6 separate regions of the Mus musculus genome follow, and regions 1, 2, 3, 4 and 5 are each linked to region 6. Evidence: chromatin contacts called from public ChIA-PET and HiChIP or PLAC-seq data. All regions are on one chromosome and are shown on one strand. Each heading gives the region's core, a stretch centred on a gene start, on an enhancer-like site or on the middle of the called end of the contact. The rest is flanking DNA. Distances are from core to core; before and after follow the strand shown.

Region 1 (3,831 bases), core at 578-3,077, 580 kb before region 6:
CATAGCAGCCATATTTATAATAGCCAGAAGCTGGAAAGAACCCAGATGTTCCTCAATAGAGGAATGGATACAGAAAATATGGTATAGTTACACATTATTAAAAACAATGAATTCATGAAATTCTTAGGCAAATCGATGGAACTAGAAAATATTATCCTGAGTGAGGTAACGCAATCAGAAAAGAACACACATGGCACATGCTCACTGATAAGTGGACATTAGCACAGAAGTTCAGAGTCTACACTCTTAGGGAAACCTGATTATTCCTCTCCCGGAGTCATCAGTTGACAATAGTTCATTGGCTAAAGATGGGATTAAGTGCTTACCCCCTCTCCATCCTGAGATTTGGCCTGGCTTGTGCTTGCATATGTCTTGTGCATGCTGCCACAGCCACTGTGAGTTCATATATACAACTGCCCTGCTGTGTCTAGAAGACAGTTTTCTTGTAGTTATCACTGTCTTGGCTCTTACCATCCTTCCACTCCTTCCACAGTGACCCCTGAGCCTCAGGAGAAGAGGGAGATCTTTCATTTAGGGCTCAGCATTGGCCAGTCTCTTCTCTGCTTTTTGGCCAGTTGTGGGGTTTTTGAGGCCAGTTCTTTCCAAAGACTTCTTGGAACTCTGGCATGGGTTAGGAGAGGGGATTCACTTTCCCAGTCTGAAATGAAGCTGGAATCACCCAACACGGACACATTCAGACACCTAGGAGAGAAGGAGAGCATAAAAGATAGAAGCCCGTTCTTTTCCTGAAGTTTTGACAGAAGTCACACAAGCGCATATAAAAAAATCATCTGGGGGAGGGGCACAAAGCTCAGAGGTGTCTGAATCATGAAAGGGCTTTTCCTCACTACTCACTTTGTTTTGTCCTTAACCCTCAGAATCTAACACACTTACTACTCTTTTATTTTCCTGATTGTTACTAAGACTTTTGGGGGTGGCGTGTTTCATTTAGTCAGAATATTTAACAAACATGATGTTTGGATCAAAATACAAGTGATGTTGAGCCAAATGAAGGCTCGATTATTAAAATATTAGCTGGGAATTTCAACTTCCACTTAAAAGTATTGCTTTCCCACTATAAATCTCTGACAAGCTCTTATTTCAGTAGAAGCTTTGTTAAAAAGAAAAACAGAAGCAGACCATACTCTTGACATGCTTTTAACAACTAACAATAATGGTGATACACAACAGCTGCAAGCTTGCTTCTGAATTACCAGTGGAATTAAAGGCCTGATTGTAAGATGGGAGGGTTAGCTATTGGTAGGATGAATCAGCCTGTGACTCATAGTTGTGAGTCATGTGACTTCAAAGTCCTGGTAGTTGCAAGCTTCTCTTAGAGGGATGGGCAAATTGTGAAGAAATATGTTAAACTAGAAAAAACGTAAAGTAGACTTCCTCTCTGGATTTTAGGTTAACTGTGACTCAAAAAGTGAGGTAAGACATCTGTGTGTGATCATTTTATTAGAATGATTATTTCAGTTCAGATAACTAGCCATGTAATCTGTTCCCTTTAGCACAGGGAAGCTTTCTATCTTAGTGTGTAAAAGTTGTCATTGCCTCCAGATTCTTAAACCTGTTCAGTCTCAAAAGACTCAAAACTTGAGATCTGTTGATGCCAGCTAAGGAGTAATTAATTGCTCTGATAGTAATGCTTTTGAAGAATGCCAGTTCATTCAACCAGTGACAATTCAGACTGGGGATAGGAGAGTGTGATAGGTTGTGCATGAAGACACATTTCCAGATGCAAAGTTTGCTGTAGTGCTAGGGAGCTTAGAGACACCAAAAAGGTTTGAACTGAAACCACATAACTGGATTCCGGATGAAAGACTTCTCAGCTGACAGACGCTTACTAGGAAGAGACAAGAAGAGACTTATCTGAGAATACCGCAACCTATCCTTAGGACAGAAGAGCTTTGCCTCTCCAGAGCTTCTGGGAGCCCTTTAAAGTAGCCACCTCACAATTTGTCATTGAACAAGTCCCCAGCACCAGTCACACTAATTACATCCCACTCCTTGCCTCTCTGACTCCCGTTTCATTGACCTGAGAGCTTTGAGATGAATAGGGTATCGAGACCCATTTGCGAGTCCCAGAGTTAGTTTTTCTTTCCAAGAATCTATATTCTTCATTCATGCAGATAGAAACATCCTTATTTTCTGTTTTGTGGAGGAGTTTACCTAGAATTACCAGCAACTAAAGTCTTATTCTGTCACCTTTTATTTTGGTAGTATGTATTAATTGCATGCATCAGTGGAGTTAAGTGAGAGACTTTCAGTACTTGTAACAGTAAGCCCTGATCCGGTTTTCTTCTATCTACTCTGTCCTCAGTCTTCCCAACCTGTATTTATCATTAGTCCACATCTGGGTTGACTGTGTTGTAGAGCTTTCACATAGGAGAAAGAATGCACTGTACTTTCCCTTTATGTCTGGTTTATGTCAGCTAAGGCCCCCCTAATGCTGCCCATTCTACTGTACACACAGCTAGCACATTTTGTCTATTTAATTGCTGATGGGCACTGGGCTGATTGCATAACTTAGCTATTGTGACTAGTACAGCAACAAACACCAGGAGGTGGCATCTCTTTGATATGCTAATTTCATTTCCTTTGGATAGACACCTAGAGGTGGAGTAACTGGGTCATGTGGTAGATCTAGTTTTAGTTTTTGGAGGAGCCTCAGTACTGGTCTCTATTACGGCTATCTTATTTTATATTCTCACTGACTGTGTATCATTTTTCTTCACATCCTTGCCAGAATTTTCCATTTTGTGTTTGGTGTTTGGAGCCTCAAGTAGGCTAATTTCTAGTAGATTTCACAGGAATGAGAGAATGTGTGTATATTTTTAACTGAAAGTCATTTTGACTGGAATTTATAGAGAAATCAATGGCTGAATCCTTTATAGTTTAAACACAAGAGCCCTTATCTGAGCAGAATACTTCAAAGGATTGGAGATTAAAGTATGAAGTCTAGAAACTACTGGAAATGTTTAAATATTGAGGATAAAATTACACTTGAGATGAAATCTGATAGCCTGATTCTAAGCCAGAAAGCTTAAAATGAGGACCCAAAGGTTCTTGGAATAATAAAGTTCCTCTTCTCCAGCAACTACACGAGGTAAGAGTGGCTGACTTGAAAATACAGATTAATTTCCTCAACCATGTTCATGTTTTAAAATTAAGAGAGAAAATTTCCAAGAGAGAAACATTTAGAGTTAGAATTCAAAATACGGCAATAGTTTGAAATATTTTCAAGAAGCTTTTTTTACTGCTTAACAATTATAATCTATTGACTCTTCTCTCTTCTCTTCTCTTCTCTTCTCTTCTCTTCTCTTCTCTTCTCTTCTCTTCTCTTCTCTTCTCTTCTCTTCTCTTCTCTTCTCCTCTCCTCTCCTCTCCTCTCCTCTCCTCTCCTCTCCTCTCCTCTCCTCTCCTCTCCTCTCCTCTCCTCTCCTCTCCCCTTTCCTTTTCTGTTCATTTGTTTTTGAGACATGATTTTGTAGTTCAGGCTGGTCTCGAACTCTCTTTGTAGTTGAGGATGATCTTGAACTCTGATTCTTCAGCCTCTACTGCCCAAGTGCTGGTATTAAGAGCATGTGTCACCATGTGGAGCTAAAGATTACTTTAGACTGTAGCACCATGCCAGGCATGGTGGATTGTGAACAGATTTCATGTATTACCAAGCTCCATGATAATCAAAATTAAATGCATGAATATTATGCATTATATTAGAATACTTAATATTTTTTATATTTATTACTAATATGTATTGTCAATTTGTATCCAATATAGACATTTATTATGATTTCAGTCAAGTGTTTAATACATAAATATAAA
Region 2 (3,475 bases), core at 185-2,684, 720 kb after region 6:
TAAAGTTCACTTATTTAAAAATATTGATACAGGATGTAAGCCATTAACTATTGCTTCACTGCCTTAAAGAACAATTTTATTAGTGCTGCTTATGTGGAGAGACGAAAACTACTCATGTGACTATCATGTCTTAGTGACACAATTCAATGGGGGCATTTTTATATTATGGAAAAGATAACAAGTTTAAGTATTGATCATTTTAGAAATACTGCCTAAACATTTAAATATACATTCCTTCCCCAATCTATTCTAATACAGTTTATGGACTATTAAGTCAAGCTTCAGAAGTTAAACTTTTAGCATTGATATAGTCAAGCTGTAAAAGGAACTGAGACTGGATTCTGACAGTTTTTCTTTCTTACATAGAGCACTATCTATTAGAAATGAGGATGTTAACTATTCCACACTGGAATCAGTTTCAAAGATGAGGCCAGGAAACCATGAAATGGATTGAAAAGGGATGAAAAGTGATGGGGAAGAGGAGCAGGCTCACCACAGCAGAGCATAGCAATTTCGTGGAAAACAAAAGGCATTTTGTATGGATTAAATTCCCTTACATTTATTGAGACTTGTATTTATAGTATAGAGTATTTACTCTGTTGGTAAATTTTTATATCCCCTGAAAAACAATATATATTCTATTGTTGTTGGTGGAATATTCTCTGAGTGTGGGTCAACCCTGTCCTTACTGGCTTTGCCTATTAGATCTGTCAGTTACTGACAGGTGCTATCATCTGTCAGTACAGTACTATTATTATAAGCAAATGTGAGAGATTTGTTTCTGTTCTCCTTGTTTATACATTTTGGTATGTTGTGTATTCATTTCCAGCAAATGTTATTTGTTAGATCAGCAAAAGGAAAAGTGAAGTTTATGGTTTAAACCATTGTCATTTCTAAAGAATCTCACAGTTCTTGCAAGGTAGGCCTGTTGATGACAAATCTGTTCAGTTGTTGTTTGTAGAAGTCTTTTCTCCCTCATTTTGAAGGATAATTGACCTAGATACACAATTATATTGCGGCAGATTTTGTCTGAATGATTTAAACATTTTGCTTTATATCCTTTTTTGTGGTTGGAAGAAAATTCTGATGTAATTCTTATCTTAGCTCCTCCTCCCTCTGGCTCTTTTGGCCATTTTACTCTTTGTTTTATTTTCTTGCTGTCTGAGTATCTGCCCAAGTAGATGTTTTTATGTTCACTCTACTTGGTGTCCTCTGCATTTTCTGAGTTTGTGGTTTAATGTTTTTCTTGTTTGTTTATTTTTTAGCAGTCTCCCCCTCTTCCCAGATCCTCTGCTTGGCTTCATCTTCAACTTGGAAACTAATTCTTGCCACCTCCACTGCAGCTGCTTTGGTCCATGCTGTCTTGGGTGCTTGCGGTTGTCTTCATTCTTCTTCCTGCCTTTGCCCTTTATCTATTTCATAGCTAGAGGAAGCTTGACAGCCTCTCTGCTCAGTCATCCAGTGGCTTCCTGTCTCATGCCAGCTAACAGCCAAAGTCTTTGCCATGGCCTGAAAGGCTGGATTTAGCTCCGTTTAGGATCTTCTAGTAATTAATCCCTATTGCTTGCCAGTCTTAGGGCCCTCTTTTTCTTATGGAAGTTGCCAGTCTTCTGGAGGCTTTGCCACCTTGCTCTTTTGCACACCTCTGTTCTTTAATTTCCTCTGGCCCCCACACACTCAAATACTGCTTTTGAAAACATAAACCACATCGTCCATGAGCTCCTTTCCCCATTTTGCTGCGTCATTATTCTCTGAAGTGTTTGTTTGTTTGTTTGTGTTACTGGGAATTCAAACCAGGCCCCATCTCCTCACTAAAGCATTTTACCTGCAGAGGAAATCTCTGGCAGAGGAGAATATGGTACACTGAAGAAAATGAATGAAAGCCAATTATGCTGGACTGTTGAGAACAGAGGGGGCACATTGTAAGATAAATCTAGGGAGGGATTTAGAGTTCAAATTATAATGTTCCCTCTTAGGCCTTAAGCATTTCTATCTTTATATTTAAAGGTAATGGTGGTCACTAATAAATCATATTACTCACTTGGAGGGTTATAAGGAAGTAGTTACTAAAGTGACTGATTTGTCATGTTATGAAAATCATCCCAGCTACTTTGTAAAGAATAGAGTGGAGGGGGTATATTACTTACTTTTTGGGGTTTTGTTTGTTTGTTTGTTTGTTTGTTTTCTGTGATAAAACACTGTGACGAAAGCAACTTATAAAAGAAAGTGTTTAATTGGTTGGGCTTACAGTTTCGGAGGGTTGGGGTCCACCATGACAGAGCCCTGTGGTAGCAAGCAGCAGGCACGTTAGCTAGTGCAGCAGTGAGAGCTCACATCTCAAACAGAAAGAATGAGTGCACTAGGAATAATGAGAGGTTTTGGAAGCCTCAAATTTTGACCCTGTAACATACTTGCCTCAAACAGGGCTACACCTAATCCTTCTCAAACTGGATTTACCAACTGGGTACCCTGTATTCAAATATATGAGCCTACACTGGCCATTCTAATTAAAATCACCACAGGGAAAAGACTGAGTTTGCTGCAATCAGATGACAGTTGGTTCCAGTGATTTAGGTGTCAGTTTTTGGTAGGTTGTTGATGACCATTTAAAAAAGAATGGTTGGAGCAGTAAACCTTCAATGAAATATATTTATAAATATCCTTAATTAGCAATTTTTATCTCCTAATTTTTATCTCATCAGAATGAGCTTTCTAATTTTATACAATCTTTTGATTCTATTTTGAGAAAATAGAATGTCTGATGTAATGTAGATCTTTAATACACATCCTAGAAAGCCCTGTGTCCTTTTGTATGTTTCTTAACATATAGCACAAAATCAAGCATCTCTATTATTTAACTTTCATTTACATTAGAGCTAGACTTGGTTTTGTTTTCACCCTTTATTTTGGAGTATAAGGCAACATTATAGTTTCAGATTGTTAAATAAACCATATGTAATAAAGTGTTGACAGGAAATATGACCTGAGTTCTGGAAGAGTGGCTGTTCTCCATTTGAGTGTATAGGAAAGAGAACAGGTGTGAGGTCATCTCCAAAGGAGAAGAGAACACATACTCAGTGGCTGCGACTCACTGGGGGCAGGGGGGCAAGGAGGCTGGGAAGTGTTGCTCTTCCCACACTACCTTGTGCTACCCCTAGAAACCTACCTGTGCTTTTATACAAGTCTGCTCTGTTTCTAATTGCTACCGTGTTGGGGTCAACTTTTGTACTACATGTTTTCTCAACACTACCACTAAATGCACAGTCAAAGATAATCAGAGAACCTAGAGTGTAAAGTGCCTCTTGCCTAATTAATTGTTATACTCATTTTGCATAAACCAGGCCTGTTTTGGGGTTTCTTTACCTCCAAAGTGAAGACCATTCATTTTCTCCAATGTAGCCCTTCCCTACAGCTAACCTCCAATGGAAAAGAATCCAAATCTGCTTTGGGTTTTATCAATTCCAGTTGGCAAAAT
Region 3 (3,675 bases), core at 699-3,198, 970 kb before region 6:
GAGCCAGGCCTTCAACCTGATGATCTTAAGGGACACAAGGACACACTCATAAACCATTTCTCTACTGAGAGCAGCAGGTTTAGGACTTCTCTCCACCTAGCCCAGAAACATTTCTCTGCCCAAGGCCGTGCTGTCCTGGCTCCAAGGTGGAGGCTGTGGTGAATATGTCAGAGATCATAAATATCAAGATCGAGAGCATCCAAGACGCAGGATGGGGCCATGGTGGTCTGACCAGGTTTCTGGAGGAGGAGAGAAGGAGGCTCTTCCTTGATGTAGTCTTGCCATTCTATTCCACCCTGGCTTCCAGTCAGCCACAATGAAACAGTGAAACTGCAACAATACAACCAGCTTAGCTGTAAGGGATACACAGGTTAGACTCTGCGTGAGGAGGTGCAGAGAAACAGACAGGAAGAGAGAGAGGTTAGAGGTCAGGGGTCGGGAGCGCTCAGGTGTCACCAAGGGCTGCAGTGGGTGGAGCTGAGGGCTACGGAGAGGCGGGGAGTGGGGCCGAGAGGGGATGGAAGCGGAGGCGCGCAGGGGCGGCGCGCGACGCTGGGCACTGGCTGCTAGCGGGTTACGCGCCTCCGCTGGGCTGGGATGCGCGGATGAAGGCTGAGCTCTGCTGCCCGAGCTCCGCAACGCCCCAGGTCGGCCTTGCGCCTCGCAGCGCCGCGCCCACCCCGCCCCGCGGAGGGTGCGCCCTGGTCAGGCGAGGCCGAGAGGAAAAGGCGCCACTTGGAGCGTCGCATCCTCTGTCATCGCGGGAGGGAGTCGCAGAGCCCTTTGAGCCCCATTCCTCTGGCGCCCAGGCGCTCCCTTCCCTAGACCACCTCGCGCCCGCCCCTAGCAGGGAGCCAAGGCCGGCGCCCCGCCCGGAGATGGGCAGACGCGCAGATGGCGCGGCTCCCGGCGGCGCCAGATCTCAGGAACCCGGCGCCGGGGCGCTGCGCTGAGGCTCCCTCTTGGCGCGGCCCAGGAAGCCTGCAGGTGTCCTTGGCCATTCGGCCACCGCCCGGGACACTCCGCCAGCACCCGGTGCCTGGCTCTTCAGAGCAGCCCCGCCCTCCAGGCTCTGCGCCGCGCAGGACGCCCCGTCTGAACCCCCCCTCGTCCCGGCGCGGCCCCCGCAGCGCTGCATCCAGCCCGGCGCAGCTCCCGGCCACGGACGCAGGACCCAGGCTCGCTGCTGCGGGCGCGCTTGTTTTCCTGCCGCCTGGTCCTGAGCAACCCCCACCCGCTGGTCCGTCTCGCTCGACTCAACCCCGCCCGCCATCGGTGCTCCGCGCTGGATTTATGAATGGGGGGAACGGGCCACATGCCCGCCACCGCCGCCTCGAGTTGACCGCACACTGCCCGGCCCCGCAGAGCTCTGGCTACCGTAGGAGCATCCGCCCGGCCCCGGTAGCCGCTCCGAGGACTTGTTGCTGTTACGCTGCTGCCTCCGCCGCTGCCGCCGCCCGGAGAAACCCTGCCGCCTTCGGGCTCGCCGCGTTCTAGGAGCCAAAGGGTGGCCCGTGTGAGTGTGAGCGCGCGCGCCGCGGACCCTCGCAGTGCTCTGGGACTGTGCGCTTCTCTGCCTTTCTGGGGTCGGGGGGGCGTGTCCCCGGCCCAGAGCATCCTTGTGCTTGCCCCTACCTCCTGGGACCCCGGACCCTTTGGTTTGAGTCCTCGACCCAGGTCTTCACCTCCTGCCTCCACTAGGTTCTGCCTGCCTAAATCCCAACCACCTGTGCACCACAGAAAGCCAACTCTTCCTGCTCCGCGCCCCGGGGGGGTTGGGGGGGAGGCAGGGGCAGAGCCACTCCGCAGAAGGGGCCGCTACCACCTCCTGCCTCCTCCTCCTCCTCCACCTCCTCCTTGTCGTCTCCTCCCCCTCCCCGTTCTGACGCTGCCTCCTTGGGAAGGGTGTTTGGAGGGCAGCGGCCGCCCCAAGCCGGAGCCCCGCAGCGCTTCTTATGATCAGCTCGGTGTGTGTCTCCTCCTACCGCGGGCGCAAGTCGGGGAACAAGCCTCCGTCCAAAACATGTCTGAAGGAGGAGATGGCCAAGGGCGAGGCGTCGGAGAAGATCATCATCAACGTGGGCGGCACGCGACATGAGACCTACCGCAGCACCCTGCGCACCCTACCGGGCACCCGCCTTGCCTGGTTGGCGGATCCCGACGGCGGGGGTCGGCCAGAGTCGGATGGCGGCGGTGCAGGCAGCAGCGGCAGCAGCGGCGGCGGCGGCGGCGGCGGGGGCTGTGAGTTCTTCTTTGATCGGCACCCGGGTGTTTTTGCCTATGTGCTCAACTACTACCGTACGGGCAAGCTGCATTGCCCCGCAGACGTCTGTGGGCCTCTCTTTGAGGAAGAGCTCACCTTCTGGGGTATCGATGAAACAGATGTGGAACCCTGCTGCTGGATGACCTACCGGCAGCACCGCGATGCTGAGGAGGCACTGGACATCTTCGAGAGCCCGGACGGGGGCGGGGGTGGCGCAGGGCCAGGCGACGAGGCTGGCGACGATGAGCGGGAGTTGGCCTTGCAGCGCCTGGGCCCCCATGAAGGAGGCTCTGGCCCTGGTGCTGGGTCCGGAGGGTGCCGTGGCTGGCAGCCCCGAATGTGGGCGCTCTTCGAGGATCCCTACTCATCCCGGGCGGCCAGGGTGAGTGGCAGAAGCCAGGATCTCCCCATCTCCGTGCCCAAGGGTTTCTTGGTGTTAGTGTTGGTAGGTCAGATGGGGAGGGGGTTGGAAGGAGACTGACGTACCTGGCAGACGATAACTACCTGCCTCCTAACACCCACCCTCCTTGGTCTCCTGCATGCTCCATCAGGAAATTGCACACACTTAACTTACTACTTGGACCTGATCCGAGCTGTCTGCTCTGGCACATGCCCCTCAGTGAGTGGCAAGCCTTCAACTTGAGCATTTCTCACTCCTTTTTGATCAGCACAATTGCCCTCCACAGGACCACAAAGTCCTGGAGAGCTTAAACTTGGCCTTTTTCAGGGGTGAGGCCGGATCAAGAGAAGGAACCGTGGATTATGTAGGACACTTAACCTGTTTCTATCCTGCCAGCAGCTCTGTATGCAGGCGCCTATGGATTTCAGAAAAGGGGGGGGGGGCATAGTTTCTAGAATACCTGTCTCATAAAGGACAGAGATTCCCCAGAACACAGGCCCCCTCTCCTGAGAGAGGGCATTTTCTCCTAGGAGCAGGCCATGTCCCAAGGCTTTCTGTACCTCAGTCACAGCCTGGCTGCTGCTGACAGGAGAGAGAAGTAGACAGGAAAAGCCTCCCACTTTAGGATCCCAGGACAGTGGCCGGCCACAAGCTTCCTGGTGATGATACCAGATTTGTCACTGCTCTTTTGTTTCTGCTGCAGCACAAAGTGGCTTCCCAGAAAGCCCTGGTTCAGGTTACACTGGAGATGAACGTGTGCAGAGCAGGGGAAACAGGTTGATTTAGACAAGACCTAGTGTGTGTCCTGAAGGTAGGAGGGGGCCCTAGAAAGGTATGTATCTATTCACTCACTTCATTCTCCCCTGGCAGCTAAAACCCCGAAGAAGGCTTTAGACTTTAAAAATAGAAAAGCCTGGAGGTTGGTATCTAATCTCATAGCCTTCACCTAAAACCTGTCTGGGAGACAAGGAAAAAAAGAAAAAGAGAAAAGCAGTGTGTTTGCTGTGTCTGG
Region 4 (3,448 bases), core at 476-2,975, 620 kb before region 6:
GGAGGAGAGTGGAGCTTGGGTCTGAAGCCTTTGGAAGGAAGGAGGCAAGATGCACAGCTCAGCAAAAGCCTGAGTCCTCCTGGCTGTCCTCCGGAGGTGTGACGTTGCCTGGAAAACACAGCAGCAAGGTGGGACCAAGGCTTCCAGGCAGCTGAGACCAAGACTTTTAAGGGCTCTGGCAGATCCCCTCAGGGCAAGTGACAAGCCCCCACATCTACTTTCCATGACACTTGTGAATGAGATCCACCACAGGAGCCTTTTCCTAACCTCTCCTGGATAACCATAAGCTTTCCCTTCCCATCAGCTTGAAGCACTTTCTCCCTAGACCTCAGTTGCCAACAGAAGCGACCCAGCTTTCTTGGTGTCAGAAGACATATCTCCCAAGAGGGAGGGTTTTCCTCTCTGACCTTAGCCATGTCCTGGTAAAGAAGCAATCCTTCCTCCACAACACACACTCCTTCCCAGCTAGAGAGGTCCCACAAGCAGCAAGATTGCCTCTGTAGAATGCCTAATAGAAGGGGTCGCTTGAACTTACTCTCCCTCCAGGATCCCTGGGCCTCAGGCCTTGCTCTGGGTTGGGTGGCATTTGAGCTGGGCAAGCACTCGACCACCGATTTCTTCCCAAGAGAAAATCCCTCACATCTCGGCAGGGAAGCACAGAACAAACGCTCAAGCTGCCTGACTGCGGGGCGGATTGGCTTCACATAGAGGGGGAGCCTAGAGAAAGCTGGCTTCCGGGCTGGCCCCCCGCCGACCCAATCCCGCTGGCCCCAGAGCCGGGGAGGGGTCTGGGCCCTCTCCCATCGCCCGGGGTTCCAGCCGGGATTCCGCCGGGCGCGCTCCCGCCGGAATCCGCTGGGCTGACCGGAGCCCACAGCCGCCGGACCGCTAGAGTGTGCCACCTTAACCCCTTCCTGCGCAGTGCGGTGGGCTCCCGCTGCGGGCCGGAGGGCAGCCTAGCTGGTGCCTGCGAGGTCCAGCCGAGGGACCACCAAGACTCCATCTCCACCTGAAACACAGGAGCCCGAACTCTGAGGGTGCAGAGCAGGCGTCGCCAGGCAGCTGCTCCAGATCTAGCTTCCTTTTAGGCTGGAGAGCTTCACGGCAGCCCACCACCCCGGCCAAGTGGAAAAAACAAGAGACTGCAGAGAAGCCCATTTTACTCCGTTGCCGAGAGGCAAATGCAACCAGGAGGACCCAAGTGACTCGGGTCCTACCCACCCACTATTTACCAGCGGTGGCTATGCAGTCAGCTGCACTTCCCATCACCCGCCAGCTCCAATCTGCGCCCTCCGCCCTATGTCACGCACAGACCACAGGGTCCCCGAGCCCATTCCATGCACTCTTCTGCAGGAACAAGTCTCCCCCTTAAGTCCCACGCAGCCGGTGCGGATCCACAGCCCTTCAGGCCGACATCAAGGGTCGGCACCACCTCGCCCACCCAGACTACCGTGGTACCCTGCAGCCCCTATGGGCGCTGCAGCCGGTCAGGGATGGCAGCATGCGCAGCAGAATGCCGGACACTGATTTACCCTTGCAGATGGGTACCAGAGCCTCCATGTTCCTGGGTGGCAGCCAGCACAGGCAGAACCCGGACAGCGGGCGGTGGCGGTGGTGGCGGCGGGGTGCGGGCGGCCAGCCGGGAGCCGACTCTGCAGTCCCGCGGGCGGCGCGTACGGAGCGCCCGGCCGCCGCCCGCAGCCGCACCGCGCCGCACCGCGCCACGCAGCGCCGCACCTGGCCCCGCAGCGAACTCGAATTAAAGGGGCCGGCTGGGGCAGAGCTAGCGAGGTGTGTCGCTCGCCGCCGCCGCCAAGCTGGCCACTGGGTTAGATCCCTGTGTCCCGGACCCCCACCGCAAAGAAAACACCCCATTCTTTGACAAAACCTAGCTTACCAAACAAAACTCCGCGCAGAGCTCAGCTGGGTACTGCCTGGGTCGGGAGACAGGGGAGAGGGTAGAAGTTGAGGAGCGCTTGAGAGGTTCTTGCCAACATAATGAAGTAGGCAGGATGAACTGATCAATACCATCCCAGGCCCGAGCGCGAGCCAGCCCCGAGGGAGATGTGTTGCTATTATTAAGATGCTGCCAGACAGAATCTGCAGACCCCAGTCCCCCCACTCCTGCCTTCTGCTTCTGCATCCCCGTTTCCTTCAGTACTCCTGAGCCCCACCTCTCTCTTACCCAGCACAGACTCGGTTTCCCAGGACAATACAGCAGGTGAGGGCCTGGCCTCAGTGTAGCAGAAACTCACTGCTGTCTTTGCCCCCCACGGGGTGGGGGTTGGGGGGAACTGCAGAACAACAGAACTGCAGGACTGGCTTCTAGCCTTTCTGACTTCCTTTCCCCAGGGCTCTGGACAGAGAGGGCGGAGGGACACACAGTTGCCCTTGGGAGAGCAGGCTCCTTACAAAAGCCCTTTCACAGATCTTAACACCACCAGCTGGCCCACGATCTCACCGTGGGGGTGCATGGTAGAGCAGGATATGCCCTTTGCCTCGGAAATAATTTGTATAGGAAGTTCTTGGCTTAGGTTGGGGATAGGAGTGTTTTAGGGGGTCCAGATTGGCTTGCAAACCTTGCAAAAGCTCCAAGCCTTCACTAGTACAGTTCTGCAGGCCCCCTGTCAGAACCGCCTACACGGATACTCCACAGAGGGACTCATTGAAATGAACTTCTGAGCTCTGATGTTCAGAGGGGCTCTGGTGTGTGAAAGACTCTTCCCTGGCCCTTTCTGCTAAGACAGTTCTCTTTATGCAAGTATCAGAAACTCTGAAAGCCTGCTTCCCTGCAAGGGAAGGTTCTAAGAGATTCGGCCATTTCCCAGTGGGAGCCTATAAGGTGGGTGAAAGATTGGACCCTACCTAGAGCTACAAAGCTAGAAGGCTTTGGTGGGCTTAGAGGGAAATCAATGTCTTGTAAGACCAGACTCGTTTGGCTTCTGGCTCCTGGAAGATTGGCTATGAAGATCGGTTGTCAATGCAGGATCCAGAGTCTAGCCTGGGTGTTTCACTTGCCAAATTCAAACTTCAATTTCTGTCAAGTTATTGGATAAGTAAATTTGCTGCAGAAGAAGCAACCTGTCAGTGGTAAACTGTGCATGAAGAGTTTATCTCTAACAATCACCTAAAAAACAATGGTTTCTGGTGCCCTGTCTGCTCTCAGATCTCTTAGGCTTCCGTTTGTGTTTCTCTTTGTACCTAACCACTGGGCTGTGTTTCTTATTCATCCTGCTTTCTACCGTAGTCTCAGCTATTCAGCAGAAACAACCTACAGTGCTCAGCTATGTACTCCTTCTGGATGGTTCCCCTGAGGGTCTCTGTTTCTCCCATTTGTCATGCTTATGTCCACTAAAGAGTATGCCTATAGTTTCATTGTCTTATTTATAGAACAAAAGGTATGGAGAGCAGGAAACCCTTGTGGGAGAATTAGTAATCATCGTAATTG
Region 5 (3,823 bases), core at 838-3,337, 760 kb after region 6:
AAACTGCTGAAAACCCCATGTGTTTATTACAGTGAATGCTGTAAAACTTGTACAGAGGGCAACAGGAATGAGGGTGGAAGATGTATATGTCCTTGTGTTGGTTATATGAGCAAGGACTGAAAATGTGAGCCCATGCAACTGCATTGGAGAAAGAAAGGCCTTCCTTCACATTGGGAAAGGTTATGACGAGGTCACCGTGGCTGGAGGAGAGTGAACACGAGTAAGAATACTGTAGATAATAGAATTAGGTAGGCTGAATGTAGACAGGGAAAATCAGTATTAGTCTGTGTGGTATTCATGGGAAGAATTTTACAAAAGGTACAACATAGAATCAATAATATGTCATCAAAACCACAGTTGTGGGCTGGGGGGATGGCTCAGTACATAAGAGCACTTGTTGCTCTCGAAGAAGTCCCAGAACCCAAAATGGCAGCTCACAGCCATCTAACTCTAGGTCCTGGGGTACTGACCCTTTTCTGGTTTCATGGGCACTGCACTGCACATATGTGGTGAACATATATATACATAAAGATAAAACACTCATATATATGCAGCATTTATTCTTTATGAACATCTGCTCCTGACATCTTGGTTCTCAAAGATGTCAGAGAAGATTAAGGAGAATAAGCTCTTGCCCTTAGTTCTGTGTTAGCTGACATGATTGTCCTCCTCAGGTTAGCACAGGCAGGACACTCTGTAACTGCTAACTCTCCCTCTCTGCCCTTACACTACAGGTGAGGCAGCAACCCCTCTGGCTGTCTAGGGTTGCGCTGAATCAGTTTTTAGTCATGTCAAGTAGGTACTAGCTTCTTCATTAACATCCCATTGCCATGCCCTTCCTTGTGGGTGGGAAATCCACGGGCCACAGCTATTAATGCAATTCCTGGCCAACTTGCCTAAGCATCACTGAGATCTTCCTCTCCAGCTGGATGGGCTATAGTTTGAAGGGACATCTGTTAAGGGAGTGCTAGCCATTCAGCCTTCCCAATTTGAAAAGTAGGACTTGGAGCCGTGGAGGTGGGGCCTGCCTGGCCCTTGTGCACTGTGCAGAGCTAAAAGAATCGTGAAGACACTATTTGATCCTATACTCCCATCAGAGTCCTAAGGCCTGTACCAAGAGCTCTGGAGTTCTTTGGACCCCTGAAACCAGTGTTGAAAAACTAACCAGTTTCTGGAATCAGAGTTTACTAATTTGATGCTTGCAACCTCAAGAGAGAGTCTGAACAATCGCTTCACTCAGTTTAGCCTAAGGCTCTGTGGTGATGACCAAGGTCCTTGGACCAGTGGTGGATCTGACTTGAACATGAACATGGTCTGAGGTGGCCAGGGAGCTGGTACACAGGGGTTCTGATGCTTTTCTTTCTTCATTTGGAAGAAATTTTGTTGCTTTTTTATCCCCAAAGTACTTGATAACAGGCCTATGGAGAAGGTGGCACCGTGGCAGTGAGGGTCTAGTGTAAGTAAGCCAGCCCAGTGAGTCAATCCCAGCACTCGTGCACACACACACACGCACACACACACTCCATCTGTGTAAGTTTCTGATGACCACCCCTCTCCCTCAACTTCCAGACAAGTGCCTGTGTACCTTTTGCCTTTCTGGCAAGCAGGGCCTGGTGGGGAGACAATGCCTGGAGTGTAGCCAGAGGTGGGACTGGAGGTAGAGAAGGCACTCACCACCCAACTCTCAATTTCCTTCCCCGCTACACTGCTCACCCACCCCTCCCTTAATAGTCACACTAAGGGGAGGAGGATCTAGCAGGCTTGGTGTTCTGGAACATCAGAGCATGACAATTTAGGGAACATCCTGGGGTAGGAAGGTCTGGGGCCAGATATTGATATAAAAAAAAGCGTGTCCACGAAGGTGATCCAGGTCAGGAAGAGTGGAGGAAAGAGGCTAGGCAAGAAGGGGACTTCTTCAGTAACTACTGAGAGAAAAGTAGCTAATCACCTGAAAGGCCTGAGCTGCCCAATGACAACAGAAGGTGAGGTCGATTCCACAGCCAGCCAGAATTAAAAGCCAAGCAGTGGACCAGGGACAGTTCTGTACAACAGCTTGACGAGGGGCCTGTATACTGTTTCCTGCTCTGACAATAACTGGTCATGGCTCCCCTCTTTTCTGGGGACTAGACTTCGGTGTTGTGAAATGCAGGGGCAGGGGTCGACTAAGAAAGGCTTGGCCACTGGCTGTTCCTAAACAGGATAAACTAAAGGTGGGCTCAGCTCAGAGCTCCCTGGGAGGTGGAGATCACACAGGCAGCAGCCCTGTGCTCAGTACTGGAGGCAGAAAGACTGAGTACTCACTAGCTTGGAGGTGGTCACAGGTCTGGAGGAGAAGTGAGAGTATGTGCAGAAGCAGAAGTGACTCACCAACCCAAGTAAGTACTGGGGGTTAAGTCAAGGCACAGATGAGACCTACGGGAGGGCTCTCAAGCTGGGGAAATAAAAGGCAGTCAGAGCAGAACTGAACTTGTTGGGACAGCACAGGCAGACCCAAAACTTGGAACAGCTTGAGGTACTTTGGTGGGTAAAGTGAGTGAAATGCCAGAAACAAGGTCAGTCAGGCCAGTTGGGAGTCTACTTGAGCTCTCTGACACTTGGGACAGACAGGAAGACAGAATCAAGACAGATCCCACACACAACTGGTACCCTTACAAAGCCCCAACTTTGGATGAGGACATCTTCCCCCCTTTGAACTGGCAGCAATTCCAGATGGGTGCCCAAACTACCCTGCCTGGCCAGAAGAGGGGAGACACAGTGTTGGAAGGAGTTAAAAAAATGAACAGAAGTACAGAACACTGACTCCTGTTGTCCCTGCATAGGGTAGAGTCCAGTCAGGGATCCTGCTTGAGGAGATGCAGAGAAAAGGAAAACTTAAGATTGTCAAGATCCCCTGTGAGAGCTATGGGGCACACTGATTGGAGGCCTCTGACCAGCACAGGGATGCTTTCAGGGAACCGTAGGGCTGGTGAGGAGAGAGGACACCAGTGGGAGACTGGAATGTAAGAATGAGAACTTCGTTGCAGGGACAAAGATGACTTGGTGATGGCTGCGTGGGTGTGCTTGGAGGAGGTGAGTGGAAGGGAAGGGTCACCCGAAGGGCAGAGAGTCTTGTCAAGTTCAGGCTTCATGGGGAAAAGGATTAATCTTAGGGAGCCCCGCCCCCCTCCAGGGTAGCTAGAGAAAAGGAGTGCTGTGGCCAAGAAGGTGAAACAGCTGGTCATAGAATTTGGCTCATTCATTTCCATCCCTGGCCTGCAATTGAGGCTCCAAGCTGTCAGGGACAATTGAGTCCATAAGACTTTGGGTGTATCCTTAGGGGAGGGGAAGGTCCTGAGGCAGTGGGAGCTCCAAGTACCTCCCTAGCCTGGCCCAGACTATCCTTCCCCATTTGACAACATTTAACATCCCAGGTAAGCCATAACTGCAGTGGACAAGACTACATTTACGTCCTTGCCACAATCCTGTGATAAAATGAGAGTTGCTGTGTACTTTTCAGCAGACCACCAGGGCTCAAAGTAAAGCACTGTTTATTCTCAGCTTTGTCCATGGTTAGGCAGGAGACCCGAGGATAGTGCCATTTCTGTGGAATTTGTGTGTTGGGATTAGCGTTCTCCACCACTGGTGTGTTGTGCTGTGTGCCTGACAGCATTCCTGCTTCACACAAGAGCAGAGGAGCTTCCAGCAGGTCAGGCCACATGCTCAGGTTCACACAGTGAAAAGCCTAGGTCTTGATTCCTGTCTATTCAACTCCAGATCAGGAATTCATAGAAATACTGGTGCTGGCCAAAACACCTAAGTATCTTGGTCGGGAAGATCACCCAAA
Region 6 (3,778 bases), core at 439-2,938:
AACCTCCTGAGAGGGTGGCATCAGAGAGAAACCACATCATAGAAAAGAAGCAACCCTTCCAGTTGCTAAACCTTCTAACAAGAGAGGCTGGTAAGAAGGGGACATTACGCCTCACCCAGTGCATGATCAGGCAAGAAGAGATCTAATACTTTGGGAGACTGATCTTAGGCTGTGCTTGAGTCGGGGGCCTGCTTGATTCTCTACCACACAACCAGGAAGGCCATCCCTTCTTAGTAGTTCCAGCAGAAGCTGAGTTTTCCTGTAGGAAAAGGTGACTGAGGTGGAATTTGGAAGAACTGAAGGTTTCCCACAGGGGCAAGAGCATTGTTTCCCTGCTCCAGAGTTTCAGTCAGTCCTTCACAAAGCAGTCAGACCTAGATTCTCTGGGTGATTACAGAAAACTAGGGCTGGGCTACAAAGGAAACTAGAGCAGTGAGCTCAGGGCTAGAGCCCAGGCAGCGTGGTAAGACATAGAACTCCTCTATTACCTTTTAAACACACCTTCGTCCTCCCACCTCCATCCTCAGGCCCCACTTCTCCCTCCATCCTTACCTTGGGAAACTGGTAAGTGATCGTGGGCTCATAGTCATCCCCTAAACGCTTTTTCTTTAAAGAAACAACAAGAAGGTATTCAAAGAAGTGCTGGCCTCCAGCAAAGCTAGATGGAGAATGCTCCTGGATCCTTTCTGGCTCTGTGACAGCTTCCCCAGGATTGTTCTGGGATTGTCCTAAAATGGAGATGCAAGGGTCTCTTGAGTATTCTTTCCACTCCTCCATTCTGTAGTGCGAGCGAGAATCTGGGCAACAACCATGCCTCAAGGCTACAGTGCCAAGCCTGACCAGGCACCACCAGGCAGGATCAGAGCCAAGGGGGCAATTTCCATACCTGCCCTGGGAAACTTGAAACTGTGGAGTGACACAGGAAGAAAAGAAAACACTGATGTAGAACCGAGGAGCCATGCCATGCTGTGGAGGTTCTTGGAGGCCTGATGCCTGACACTGTATAGTCTGCCTGATGCAACAGTTCTGGGTATTTTGTGAGCCCTGAGTAAATTTGCACTAAATAATCAGAGTAGACCCATAGGGCATTTTTTGGTAATTATAGCAAGACCTCTGCAACAGACGGGACTAGCTCTGCAAACTGATAAGGCAATCCTCCTGGCTTGACCACATGGGGGCCATGTGGGTTTGAGCATATAAAGGAAAAAGAGGATCACTACAGCAGGAATCAGCCCATAAAAAGATCATCCGAAAAAGGAAGTAGGCAATCCAGTTCTGACCTGCTCGAAGTCGTGGCAAGCGATTTCGGAGCAGCCTGAGGGTTCGGCCTACCCCTTGTCCTTCCATCATTCTGAGCTTTGGGGGCATGGATGTTCTTTCTCCTTCAGGCTGGCCACAGAAAGCCTGAGAAAGTGCCTTCTGCCTTGGTCTCCAATCACAACTTTATTGAGCTGAGCCACACGCTGTCTCCCAAAGGCAGAGAGCAGTTTCCATCCTGTGTACTCCGTAATTGAGCAAGAAGGATGTGAAAGGACCCACGAGGCAGCTTAGTGTGGGCACTGACAGAAGCAGCATCCTGGCACTACAACTCAGCTCTTGGCTCCTCCCAAGAGCCCCAGGGTGTGGTAACAGAAAAGGTCATGAGCAAACATCTCAAGGCACAGCTGCTTCTGGGCCAAGGGCTTTCAATTCCAGTGCTTGCAGACCATGTGGTGAGTTTATTTACAAACCCAGGCAGCGAGGGATGCCTGTGAAGATCAGACTATGGACTCCAGTGCCTCGTGGGGCACAGCACAGGTATTTTACATCCCTCATCCTCCACTGCTCACGATCACCTTTTCAAGCAATCGTCGGGAGCTGCAAAGTCCCACCAGGCCAACTGGCGAATCTAAAACATCAAGGATCTTCAGGAACCCAGGACTGAACACTTCTTGCAGCCAAGATGCCAGATTGCCCTGATTCAGATAAGTAGACTTGCCCACTCATTCTCTAAATGTACTAATAACTTGTAACAGGAGAGGCCCACCTCTGAGAGGCCCAGATATACAGAATAGCTGTGAAGGTGATTACTTCACCCACTCCTCCCTGGCAATCTTTCCTGATCTAAGGCATAAATCTCTCTCACTATTCCAGGGTTCCGGAAGAATCCTTTCTCTCACCATCTTTACTAAAAGGAAGCAATGACTCGGGAAATCGTCCCCAGCTTAGAGTAGGAGCCTAGTTGCATCAGCAGCTGTAGGGGTACAGAGCATCTTCACCCCTCCCCTACCCCTGCTCAGCCTTTCCTCTGGTTGGGCCAGGACAAGCTAAACAGCAGGCCCAGTACTATGTCTAGAGATTGAGGAAGAGGAGAAAAGTAGTCGCTGATACCCTGGGTTATTAAACAGAAAGTCCTGAATAAGGAAATGTACAGGATAAGAGGAAGGAGACTTTGCCCAGAAGTAACTTAATGGGGAGGGAAGAAGTAAAAGGATCTGGTGCCTGTGTCTGCCACTCCTGCAAAGAATTAGCAGCCCTCTGGGAGGGAGTGTGTTGCTATGGTAAGAAGGAAGGCTGTCACCCTACTCCTAAGAGCACTGAAACTGTGGCACTGGTAAAATGCAGGACTCAGAAACCCAACATTGACTTGTGGCGGAAGCAGCAATCATAGTACAGATGATGAGAGTTGGGATCTTGAGAACGGGGAAGCAAGACACCACAGAAAGTACTTGTGTCTTACTTGTAGCCTGTATAGACATGTTGCATAATCTTTACTGGTTGCCTTACGGAGCAAGAGCATGCCTAGTACAGAAAGGAAAACCGAGGCATTAAGTCACTCGGAGGCAATTGAAAATGAACAGGATCTGTACAAAGTGAACGTCATAAAAAGTTCCAAATCCAGGCTCAGGCCTTCTGGTGTATTACACAGTAAACATCTCCCGGTAGGAAGAGGTAGTGGGTGGAGTGGGATGGGTGGCGAGCAAATGGCTTGGGGGGCCAGAGTCATCTTCCTGGTCATCCCAGAAGCTCAGGAAATGTCTTTTCCTCAGTCCTTGGGGCTGGCTTTTCACTCCATTTCCTCCTGCTTTATCAGGAGAAACAAGGGACCAGCAATGTCAGAAATCCCAGACCAATGAAAAGTAACTAAGACCTTTGGGCTGAGGCTCAAGATCCAACAGAGTGTTTTCTCCTTCTCCCCCTTTCAAAAGGGGTTCTCACAGAAAAGCACGAGAAGGATCAATATGCATCAAACTCCTCTATAGTAGAAGGCACCTCACTTGACCCGGATGCCCTGGAATGGATTATTATCCTCAATTTTAATTGAGGGAGGAGCCACTCCTCTAGGGAAGTCAGGCGTCTGGTTATACTTGTTCCTCCAACAGGAAGCCCCTCCCACAACCACCTGAAGGAAGAGAGGGGACTTTAGGGAACCTTGATCTGAAAAGCTGTTGTGTGTTCTTTGCTGAACTGCTAGCAACCCAGAATCACCGTAACAGTCTTCCCTACCAGTGTTTTACACACACACACACACACACACACACACACACACACACACATCTCTAAGACAAAACAGCCTGAGCCAGTGAACCAGAAGGGGAAATCCCCCAGGAAGCAAGAGGACAGTAAGAAAGATGAAAGAGTCACACCCATATGACCTGACAGGTGCTAAAGTTGTGACCAGGTACATATAGAATGCCTGCCTTCCTGTTCCTCCACCACAAGGAAGATCCTCCAGGTACCATTGCTAGCCATATGCTGCTGTGAGGGTAAGGTGGAGAACAACTGAAATGTGTCCTCT

The links. HiChIP or PLAC-seq counts read pairs in DNA pulled down with a chosen protein or histone mark. ChIA-PET counts read pairs in DNA pulled down with a chosen protein or histone mark.
Region 1: a contact with region 6 is called in an H3K4me3 HiChIP or PLAC-seq map of bone marrow-derived macrophages, with 2.6 times the contacts expected there. The contact joins the enhancer-like site here to the promoter of 2010016I18Rik in region 6. A contact is called at or near these places in 6 of 39 promoter capture datasets (the C10 cell line, cranial neural crest, embryonic stem cells and 3 more), 1 of 484 Hi-C or Micro-C datasets (Th1 cells), 4 of 115 datasets of contacts at active chromatin or transcription factors (the 230-238 cell line, acute myeloid leukemia, bone marrow-derived macrophages and 1 more) and 2 of 9 other capture datasets (adipose tissue and macrophages).
Region 2: an RNA polymerase II ChIA-PET map of effector CD8 T cells shows a contact between it and region 6, with 32 read pairs. The contact joins the enhancer-like site here to the promoter of 2010016I18Rik in region 6. A contact is called at or near these places in 1 of 39 promoter capture datasets (liver) and 6 of 115 datasets of contacts at active chromatin or transcription factors (the 230-238 cell line, bone marrow-derived macrophages, effector CD8 T cells and 3 more).
Region 3: a contact with region 6 is called in an SMC1A HiChIP or PLAC-seq map of large pre-B cells, with 9 times the contacts expected there. The contact joins the promoter of Kcnc4 here to the promoter of 2010016I18Rik in region 6.
Region 4: an H3K4me3 HiChIP or PLAC-seq map of bone marrow-derived macrophages shows a contact between it and region 6, with 5 times the contacts expected there. The contact joins the promoter of Kcna2 here to the promoter of 2010016I18Rik in region 6. A contact is called at or near these places in 4 of 39 promoter capture datasets (the C10 cell line, embryonic stem cells, pre-B cells and 1 more), 1 of 484 Hi-C or Micro-C datasets (bone marrow-derived macrophages), 6 of 115 datasets of contacts at active chromatin or transcription factors (T-cell acute lymphoblastic leukemia, acute myeloid leukemia, bone marrow-derived macrophages and 3 more) and 3 of 9 other capture datasets (adipose tissue, liver and macrophages).
Region 5: a contact with region 6 is called in an H3K27ac HiChIP or PLAC-seq map of regulatory T cells, with 5 times the contacts expected there. The contact joins the enhancer-like site here to the promoter of 2010016I18Rik in region 6. A contact is called at or near these places in 1 of 39 promoter capture datasets (the C10 cell line), 3 of 115 datasets of contacts at active chromatin or transcription factors (bone marrow-derived macrophages, hepatocytes and regulatory T cells) and 2 of 9 other capture datasets (adipose tissue and macrophages).

What each region holds. Positions count from the first base shown.
Region 1 is chr3:107,060,402-107,064,232 of GRCm38.p6, reverse strand. The region is part of intron 2 of Gm38712 (a long non-coding RNA gene); the gene reads left to right. Among named protein-coding and RNA genes, the nearest start is that of AI504432, 23 kb to the right of the region's middle. Within about 2 kb of position 1,827, at least 46 of the 459 cell types and tissues checked have an H3K27ac peak or open chromatin away from gene starts, as enhancers often do. A contact at or near this core is called in bone marrow-derived macrophages, where this site is marked.
Region 2 is chr3:105,761,595-105,765,069 of GRCm38.p6, reverse strand. All of the region lies in intron 1 of Rap1a (RAS-related protein 1a), which reads left to right. Among named protein-coding and RNA genes, the nearest start is that of Rap1a, 38 kb to the left of the region's middle. Within about 2 kb of position 1,434, at least 80 of the 459 cell types and tissues checked have an H3K27ac peak or open chromatin away from gene starts, as enhancers often do. A contact at or near this core is called in the 230-238 cell line, bone marrow-derived macrophages, effector CD8 T cells and 4 more, where this site is marked.
Region 3 is chr3:107,457,171-107,460,845 of GRCm38.p6, reverse strand. It overlaps Kcnc4 (potassium voltage gated channel, Shaw-related subfamily, member 4), which reads left to right and starts at 1,948. Exons shown (of 4, transcript NM_145922.3): 1 at 1,948-2,645. The coding sequence starts at 1,956.
Region 4 is chr3:107,099,844-107,103,291 of GRCm38.p6, reverse strand. Kcna2 (potassium voltage-gated channel, shaker-related subfamily, member 2) reads right to left here and starts at 1,725. Exons shown (of 3, transcript NM_008417.5): 1 at 1,533-1,725; 2 at 1-108.
Region 5 is chr3:105,720,530-105,724,352 of GRCm38.p6, reverse strand. It overlaps Inka2 (inka box actin regulator 2), which reads right to left. Exons shown (of 2, transcript NM_175398.4): 2 at 3,511-3,823. Among named protein-coding and RNA genes, the nearest start is that of Inka2, 18 kb to the right of the region's middle. Within about 2 kb of position 2,087, at least 47 of the 459 cell types and tissues checked have an H3K27ac peak or open chromatin away from gene starts, as enhancers often do. A contact at or near this core is called in bone marrow-derived macrophages and regulatory T cells, where this site is marked.
Region 6 is chr3:106,483,823-106,487,600 of GRCm38.p6, reverse strand. It overlaps 2010016I18Rik (RIKEN cDNA 2010016I18 gene), which reads left to right and starts at 1,688. Exons shown (of 2, transcript NR_033207.1): 1 at 1,688-1,797. It overlaps Dennd2d (DENN/MADD domain containing 2D), which reads right to left and starts at 1,561. Exons shown (of 12, transcript NM_028110.2): 1 at 1,281-1,561; 2 at 553-728. The coding sequence starts at 1,368.